Linked DNA regions of Hordeum vulgare: region 1 is linked to region 2. Evidence: chromatin contacts called from public Hi-C data. All regions are on one chromosome and are shown on one strand. Each heading gives the region's core, a stretch centred on a gene start, on an enhancer-like site or on the middle of the called end of the contact. The rest is flanking DNA. Distances are from core to core; before and after follow the strand shown.

Region 1 (4,773 bases), core at 2,017-4,516, 350 kb after region 2:
TGACTAACTCCTTAGTCACATTGAGCTCATGATGATGTTCTACCGAGTGGGCCCAGAGATACCTCTCCGTCACACGGAGTGACAAATCCCGATCTCGATTCGTGCCAACCCAACAGACACTTTCGGAGGTACCCGTAGTGCACCTTTATAGTCACCCAGTTACGTTGTGACGTTTGATACACCCAAAGCACTCCTACGGTATCCGGGAGTTGCACAATCTCACGGTCGAAGGAAAAGATACTTGACATTAGAAAAGCATTAGCATACGAACAATACGATCTAGTGCTAGGCTTAGGATTGGGTCTTGTCCACCACATCATTCTCCCAATGATGTGATCCCGTTATCAATGACATCCAATGTCCATGATCAGGAAATCATGATCATCTATTGACTAACGAGCTAGCTAACTAGAGGCTTGCTAGGGACACATTGTGATCTATTCATTCACACATGTATTACTGTTTCCTGTTAATACAATTATAACATGAACGATAGACGATTATCATGAACAAGGAAATATGATAATAACCATTTTATTATTGCCTCTAGGGCATATTTCCAACACACTGGCCCACCCCCTAAGGTGGAACTTGGCGCAGATATTTTTATATTTTCCAAAACTGCGCCCCGTAGATTTTCAGGACGTTTGGAGAACTTTGATTTCTGCACAAAAATAACACCAAGGCAATTGTGCTGAAAACAGCGTCAGTCCAGGTTAGTTCCATTCAAATCATGCAAATTAGAGTCCAAAACAAGGGCAAAAGAGTTTGGAAAAGTAGATACGATGGAGACGTATCAACCTCCATGTGAGAAGATCCCCTAGTGGATGTCAAGGCCCCTTTTTTAGGGAAGATCCCTACTGGATTCAAGACCTCATCTCCCTATGGTATTTGGGATGAACTTTACCATGTAACTTACTTTTCCTTTGTTGTTCATGTACCTTTGTGGATCTTGTGTGGTGTGAGTCTAGTGGATGTTTGAATGGATTTGTTCTTGAGTGTTTCCTCTTGTGATTTCTCCCTGTTCCTCCCTGTGCTCTTTGTGTTCTTCGAGGTCCCCCCCTTCAATTCGTGAAAGATGAACATCTAGGGGTTCCACCCCATATCACCATACCCGGTTGGGTGCAGCCGTGCAGGTAATACTTGTGGGTACAAATACCCATCTCGTCCACCTCACCCAATTCACCACAAGCACCAGGGAATCTACCCCCCTTGAAGGTGTCTGGAGGCGTAAGGGCATGGGGCGGGGGGGGGGGGGGGGTAGGCGAAGGCGAAGGCAAAGGCGTCGACGCCTGATAACCACTCCCATCTGTGACATTTTTCTTCAAATTCCTCCCTATCTATCAGAGTTGCACGGAGGAGGGGATCCGTTCTAGAGTGACGCCTCCTCAACATCCTCTTGGTCGCTCTCCATGTGCTTGTCAACTCGAGGCATGTAGAGGCGTGACAGAGAAGGTGCTACGACCATCTCGTGGTGATCGCGTGGAGGAGACGAGGCGACAAGCAGAGAGTTGTCGGAGGAGAGGACCTGGTCACAAGAGGAAACATAGGTGCAAGGAGGAGACGAGGAGATGAGGGAAATGACCCATTGCGTCACTTCACGTAGGTAGTGGCGACTGCTCGCGGGGGTAGCGTGTGGTGCTTCCCAACTAGGGTTGAAGTGAGAGTGAGATGGGGGAGGCAAGGCTTGTGTGGTATGGCAACACATGATGAGATAAGGGGAGGGGATTTGGGGCCGAGGTTGGCAGTTGAGTTAGACTAGGGTAAAACAGCTAGGTCTTATTCCCTTTTAGTGAATGACATACCTACCAGTAGGAATGAATTGGTACAAAGGTATGCGAGTACGCGGGTATGCGTATTGGTGCAGAATTTTCCAATTTATAAATCAATAGGTATTTATTTTTTTCAAATCCTTGCCCTAATAGAGTTTTTACCTCTCAATTTGCGGGTAGCAGATCAGACAACAACCGAATAAGAGGTACCCGCCATAAACAGATCCAACGCAGACTAATAACCGAATATAAGCCACGACAATGACAACTCTAACCAACACAGGAGACAACACGCATATGTGTAACAAAAAACACTACAGAAAAGGTGACCCCGAACGCGCCCCCAACCAACAGGTCATGGACCCCAAGGCCGTTGGCACGGTAAGGAACAACCCAACCCGATCGAAGAGGGGTAAAGTCGCCCGACAGGAATCAGCATGAGGCACGCGTGGATGCCCTTAGGTATAGTTGGCCAAATGGGCCGGGCTAAACGCCCACCCGCGAGCACGCCGACACGACCCGCCATGGCCAGGCACAACATGACCTAAATGGACCGTGCCGGGCATGCAACCCGTCTCAGGCCATGCGTGGGCTTGAAGGCTGGACACGTGGACCGGCACGACATGACCCATTTACTTATATATATATATATATATATATATATATATATATATATATATATATATATATATATATATAATAGCCCAACAGGCCAAAAAAAATCTAAAATCGGCCCTGGCATGCCGAGGGACTGGTCCGTATAGCTTCCGTGTCATGCGTGGGGGTGGAAGCTGCGCACGTGTGCCGACCCGGTTAATATTCATGTTTGGACAAGCCGTACCGTGCCTGGCCCGTTTACAGTCGGGCCATGCCTTGCCGTGTCGGGCCGGCCCATTTGGCCAGGTGTATACTCGAGCATACTTCATAGGAGTAATGCCAACTTTTAGACATGTCTTAGGTTAAACATCAACTACCGTATTGATTTGAATTTTTAAATTATAAACTTAATTTTTTATGCATACATTATTGCCCAGGAGTACTTTTAAATTTAATTGTTTTATTGGGTTTTATAGGAGAACATATATGCAATATACACTATGGTTAGCATTACATTTACTCAGCGCTGTAAATACTACTACCTCCATCACAGTTTATAAGGCACGCACGTGTACCTAGGTCGTCAATTTGACTTATATAAAATATATTGTTTAACATAAAAATTATATCCTTATAAAATATAACATCTAAAGTTTCTAATGATATATTTTTTGTAATATATGACTCTTATTAAGTTGGTTAAATTAACGACCTAGATACACGTGTCGGACTTATAAACTGAAACGAAGGGAAGGGAGTAGGACCAATTAACTTTCCAGGATACAGGGCATTTATTTTTTGAGATCAGGATAGGGCGATATTAATTTTCTAAGATTTTTTCGACACGAATTAATTTTCTAAGTTGACACGGCATACATAAAAGGAAAGCAATAGGTAGATGGATACTACGTATCCGTGGCTGGACGCAATTAACATCGAAGGCAAAGGCAGCCGTACTCTGGACTCCGGGAGGTAGGAGGCGGTGAGATCCGCGGGCACACCTTTCTACACGACGAAAAGAAGAGACCTCCCCACATAAATCTCACCTCTTTCCTCCCCCTCCCTCCAGATCTCTCCGCACCGGCAGATCCGACCCCCCGGCGCGCTGCCACGCCGTCATCATCGGCAGCCATGATCTCCTCGAGCAAGCTGAAGTCCGTCGACTTCTACAGGTACCATTCGCCTCCCTTCTGATCTCCAGATTAGCGGCGGGATTCGGTGAATGCGGGGTTTGGTTCCGTCGGATTACTATCTGTATTGGGGGATTGACTACGAATTGATGTTTTTAGTTCGAGTGCGGATACTCGGCAGTAATGATTTACTTGTCTTTTCGTAGAACGGAGTGATTAACTCGGTCTGTTTCTGGAGAATTGTACCGTAGATGATTTATTTACGAACTTCGTAGTACCGAAGATGCAAAATTTACAGTATGGTGTAATGGTGGTCGGTGGGGGGCGTGTGACCTTTTTGCTGGCATTGTCCAGGTGCTGTTTCTGAGTTTCTACTGAAGTGGTAACGTATTGAGATATTCTTTTTGGTGTGTGTTGGCTGTCTGCAGGAAAATTCCTAGGGATTTGACGGAGGCATCACTATCTGGCGCTGGATTATCCATATTTGCAGCACTAGCAATGGTGTTTTTGTTTGGAATGGTCAGTACTCAGTTTCTGTTCTGTTATCAACTATACTGTACTCATTGTCAGGTTACATTATCTACCTTAGTTGGTTCCAGTCTATGTAGCACAAAAATAAGTAACATGGCTGTTGTCATGTTCGATTTGCTTTGCAGATTACACTTAAGAACACAACCATAAGGAAAAGAGCATTGCCCTTAGTTTATGTGAATAATCGGTCTGCTACTATTTGGTTTGCTGTAGTACTTAATTGCTACACCATTTCACGTTATGTAGTCCGAAATAACCCTTTAAAATGAACTTTTCAAATTGATCATTAGAGCATCAACATGGACTAGATTATGGAAGCAACTATGATCATGAGGACTTGAGACTATTTGTTCACTGAATTGTCAATTGTTTTGCGTGAATTGAAACTGGCAGTGTGATGACATCACATGGTCTACTAGTTTCTCTGGAACCAATGTATTGCTTGGGTCCTCATTGGCTAAGCATTGCAATTCCTGCACTTGCTAGCAATTTTGAATAATGTTTACATGATCTCGTATTCTTGATCTTTAAATTTGTATTGCAATATATGATAAAGTTACTTTCATCTGAAGCTGTTAAATTGTTGTTGCAGGAGTTGAGTAGTTACTTAGCAGTCAATACCACCACATCTGTAATTGTTGACAGGAGTTCAGATGGGGAGTTCCTAAGGATAGATTTTAACTTGAGGTGAATTTGGTAGCATTTCATGAGCATTATTGAATACATAGTTTAAACCTGAGTCT
Region 2 (4,219 bases), core at 1,287-3,786:
CCGTCGACCGGGACTATCCAGAAAGAAAAGTGAATGAAAAAATCTACTAACCAGACCTCCACTTTATCCTGTATGATTAGATTGACCGCAAATCCTTATATCCACATTAAATATGGAAAGGATAAGAGGATGTCTGGCCGTGCCTGAATAGACCTTCACATGAAATACGACCAACACTAAACAACATTTTTTATTTCTTTATTCTTTCTTTTCATTTTCCTCTTCGTCTTCATCCATTAAATGCATTTGTTCGAAAATTTTGGAAAGGACAAAAAGACATGGTCACATGCGTGCATAAATATAAGGAAATTTGTGTGTTCTACGTAATGGGTTAAGGGGTAGTTTTTGATTGGGTGAATCAAGGAGGGGGAGCACCAGTTAAAATCATGGGGATTTATTGATTATAGATTGAAAGGTACATAACCTTATGTAGGCCTTTTACATAGATTTAGTATTTTGGTAAATAAAGGATCAAAACAGATGTACCCGATCACTGATCGAAACATTTGCACGCATTTGGAGATTGATATTAGTTAATTCTAGTTGTAGATGCTCTAATGAGCAGAAAAGGGACTGGAATCTTCTATTCTAAAATAGCTACTACCCACTAGCTATTTTTCCTAGACATGTAACTATGCCATAAGAGCAAGTCATGGATGCAAGTTATAAATTACATTCTTTTTAGGTTACTTTATCCATGTAAGCGCTACATCATCAATTCATGCATGTTACACATAAGTTATTTTTTGCGTTAGATCATTTATTTTAAATATAAGTGTTGGTTGCTTGCACCATAACTATGTGGTTTACATTCACATTTTTGTTTGACATGACATTATTTTAAATGTAATTCATTTTTTTATTTCTATACCCTTTGTATTTTCTTCATTCTTAAGCTTAGATTTGTTTCCCGTTACTTATAGATATTTTTTAAAAACTTTTATATATTTTCTAACAAGTTTTTCGCAGCAGCGGGACGGGACATCATCTAGCTATGGATGAAAGCGTCGGGCATATCCATGCGCAGACAAGCCGCGGACGTTAACGCCTCACACGGCACCACGATACGGAATATTTTGCGTGCATGTTCTGGTCTGCACGTTGTCGCCCGTAGCCCGAGCAGTACAGTGCAAGCAAGCTTTCCGATTGATTATGGTGTCGCAGTTCGTACTTAGTAATTAATCCACGTTTATTTATACTACTATAGTATAATCTGAATGGGAGGTACGGAATCCTCGGGACCTATTCTTCGGCGCGAGATTGTATTGTATATTAACGCGTTTGATAATATCAATGATTGCATCATCGCTTCTAGTCTAGTGTAAGATTACAAGTTTCCGAGAAAAGACTGGGCCGGCCCCATGGATGGTCAGTCGTCACCCACCCAGACGTGCGGCGCACCAATAATTTGTGAGTGCGTGTGCATACGTGTGCGCGCCCGTCATTCGGTAACGGTAACAACGGCCGGACACTAACAAACCCCAAGACCGGGTTGCCAACTTCTTCATGCCTAGCCAGCACATAATCCATGCAAAAAGAAAAGAAAAAATTCCTCGTTCGCTTAACATGCAGATGTACCAATAACGACGTACACATGTGCCGCATCTAAAGTTCTTAGCACCGTATAAAGACGACTCTATTCTTGCGGAGATTTGGGAAACTGTTAGCCCATTGGATCGGTTAGTGAAAAAAAGTGTTCGTCTTTACTATATCATATAAAAGTGGAAGTGTGTGTGTCTCTCTCTCTCTCTCTCAAAAAAAGTGGAAGTTGTTGGTGATGATCCATTCACCTGCACCAAACCATGCATGATGCATTCACCTATACCAACCCAGGAAGTTTCTCTGAACAAAAACTGAAGAACACTTTTGGACAAGCAAATTAACTTGCACGGATCACACCTTTGGTCACTCGAATCTCGATCAACCATGCCACGTCGGATGTGAGGCACAATGTAGACCCAGCACCAAAGTGGAGGCTGGCCGGCTAGGGTCTTCAAAAACGGTTTGAACACAAGCAGCAGCTAGCTCCAGTAATACATCTCCCTCCACTCAGAGCGGCAAAGCTCGTTAAAAATTTGAACCACGGTTTAGTTCAAACCTTGCGGAGGCACGGCTTCAGTTAAGGCGGAGGTAAGCCAAGCTTCGGAGTTAACTAGCGGCGCAGGCTCCACGTGCTATGACATTTTTTTCTCCTAACAGTAACACAACGCACCCATTGAGATTGAGAAGATACTGTAGAAGAGAACAGTGATTATACTGCTACGCAAGATAGGGAGGTTATTGATTAGGGCGGCCAGCTTCTGAAAGGCTGAAACCAAAGTATGAAATATTCTTCGATTATCTGTAACGGAAACAGTACCATCTAATTGTTGATTTTAACGCCCCAACCACCTCTCTCTCTCTCTCTCTCTCTCTCTCTCTCTCTCTCTCTCTCTCTCTCTCTCTCTCTCTCTCTCTCTCTCTCTCTCTCTCTCTCTCTCTCTCTCTCTCTCTCTCTCTCTCTCTCTCTCTCCTGTGTATATATAAGCCAGGCTGTCTCTCTCTTTGCAAAGCTATTCCTTCTTCATTCATAGAAACACAACTTGTAGTTCAGCTTTACCTCTGCTTTACCCTACAGCCCTACACACAACAAACCATGGATGATCTGATTAGCAGCTCATCTTTCAAGAGCGTTCTCAGCTGCAGTGAAGCGGAGGCTCAGCCGGAGGAGAGTTCCTGGACCGATTACTTTGTGGATTTCATGATGTCCGAGGAGGAGAAGAAGAGGCAAGGGGCCTCATATTGCACTTTTGATCAGGATGAGGAGGAGGAGGAGGGCTCTATGATCTCCGATGCCGCCTCCCTCGCTCCGGCCGCGGTCCCAGATAGGTACAAGGGGCTCAAGAAGCTCAAGAAGAAAGTTTTCAAGGCCCTGGATCATGATGATTCCTTGGAGGATACTGCAAGCTCTCCTGTCAATAGCCCTAAGGTATAGCTACAATTGAGAATTAGCTTCACTTTTTGGTTAAATTTAGACAAGTCCTTGCAGTATGTATATGTAGTTGGTGTTAATTTTTGCTGTTTTAATTTTGTCTTTTTCAAGGTCAGTGCTTTGTCACAGCTGGAATTCAGCCCTAAAAGAAGGTGCAATATTACGGACCTCGCCAAGGTAATTCAGTTAATAATTCATTAATTGATACGTGTGTTCTTGAAATGGTATATAAATTATATACCTGATTGGTATCTTTCTTCGGAATTGTGGATCCTGTACCTACATAGTAGTCAATAATTGTGTTAGTGTTTCTTGCATGAAGGTGGCTGGGATTGGCAACGATCATGGGAGAGACGGAATGGACTGTGAAGATGCAGATGTGGTGATGGAAGGAGTGAGATTTCTGGATCAAAGCCAGAGGGGTATAACTCCATGCGCAGAGCTCAAGGACAAGGGGCTTTGTTTGGTTCCGTTGTCCATGTTGCTCAACTACCAGGGCTAACTTTGAGACTTATAGGCCCTGTGTTTGGAATGCATTATTTTTTTTCCGAATCTTGTCGGAATTGGATGGTTCCTTCAAAATTTCCGTGAAATTCCTGCGTTCCAAACATGAAGTTGAACATTGTGTGGATTACACTGTACAGATATCTGTGGGACAATTGACCAAAACATACAGTGTGTGGTGATGATAATGTGGATATTTTATTTGATGAATTATATATGGATCATATTACAACTGTATTTCATTCTGTTTTCAGCTACTGGCTTATTAATAGCCAATTGTGTTAAGAATATATATACATAGGTTCATGGAGCTCAGCTCGGTATGAAAACCAAAATAATTAGAACATAATGGGATTCTACTGGATATCTTCCTCATTCATGCATACGCTGCATACGAAAGAGGCGATGTGGTACCAAATACAAGTATTAGTACTACAGACATGGCCAGCGTAGTTTACACGATTTGTACGTCCAGGGATCTGGCTGAATTTTAATGATTTCTCCGAAATTCTCCATTCCATAAGTCCATTGTTCGTGGTGAATATACGTTGCCTTCTCTTAGGTGTTATTTGTGTTCGATATAGCATAAAGTGTTTGTTGTCTCCATACCGGCTGGTGCACTAGCATATCAACATGATAAACTGGGCTATATACCTAGTACCTACTCACTTGTGTTCATCATATATCGCTACCTTACCATCCATGAGTGGGTCAGTTTGCCGAACTTCCCCTCTCTTAATTTAT

Evidence for each region. Hi-C and Micro-C count contacts between places; a contact is called where the count stands out from the background.
Region 1: a contact with region 2 is called in a Hi-C map of seedling, with 4 times the contacts expected there. The contact joins the promoter of LOC123425875 here to the promoter of LOC123429936 in region 2. A contact is called at or near these places in 2 of 6 Hi-C or Micro-C datasets (leaf and seedling).

What each region holds. Positions count from the first base shown.
Region 1 is chr2H:208,686,446-208,691,218 of MorexV3_pseudomolecules_assembly, forward strand. LOC123425875 (protein disulfide isomerase-like 5-4) reads left to right here and starts at 3,267. Exons shown (of 16, transcript XM_045109623.1): 1 at 3,267-3,341; 2 at 3,439-3,541; 3 at 3,928-4,018; 4 at 4,623-4,717. The coding sequence starts at 3,501.
Region 2 is chr2H:208,339,135-208,343,353 of MorexV3_pseudomolecules_assembly, forward strand. It overlaps LOC123429936 (vascular-related unknown protein 1-like), which reads left to right and starts at 2,537. Exons shown (of 3, transcript XM_045113900.1): 1 at 2,537-2,968; 2 at 3,083-3,148; 3 at 3,294-3,685. The coding sequence starts at 2,636. The coding sequence ends at 3,473.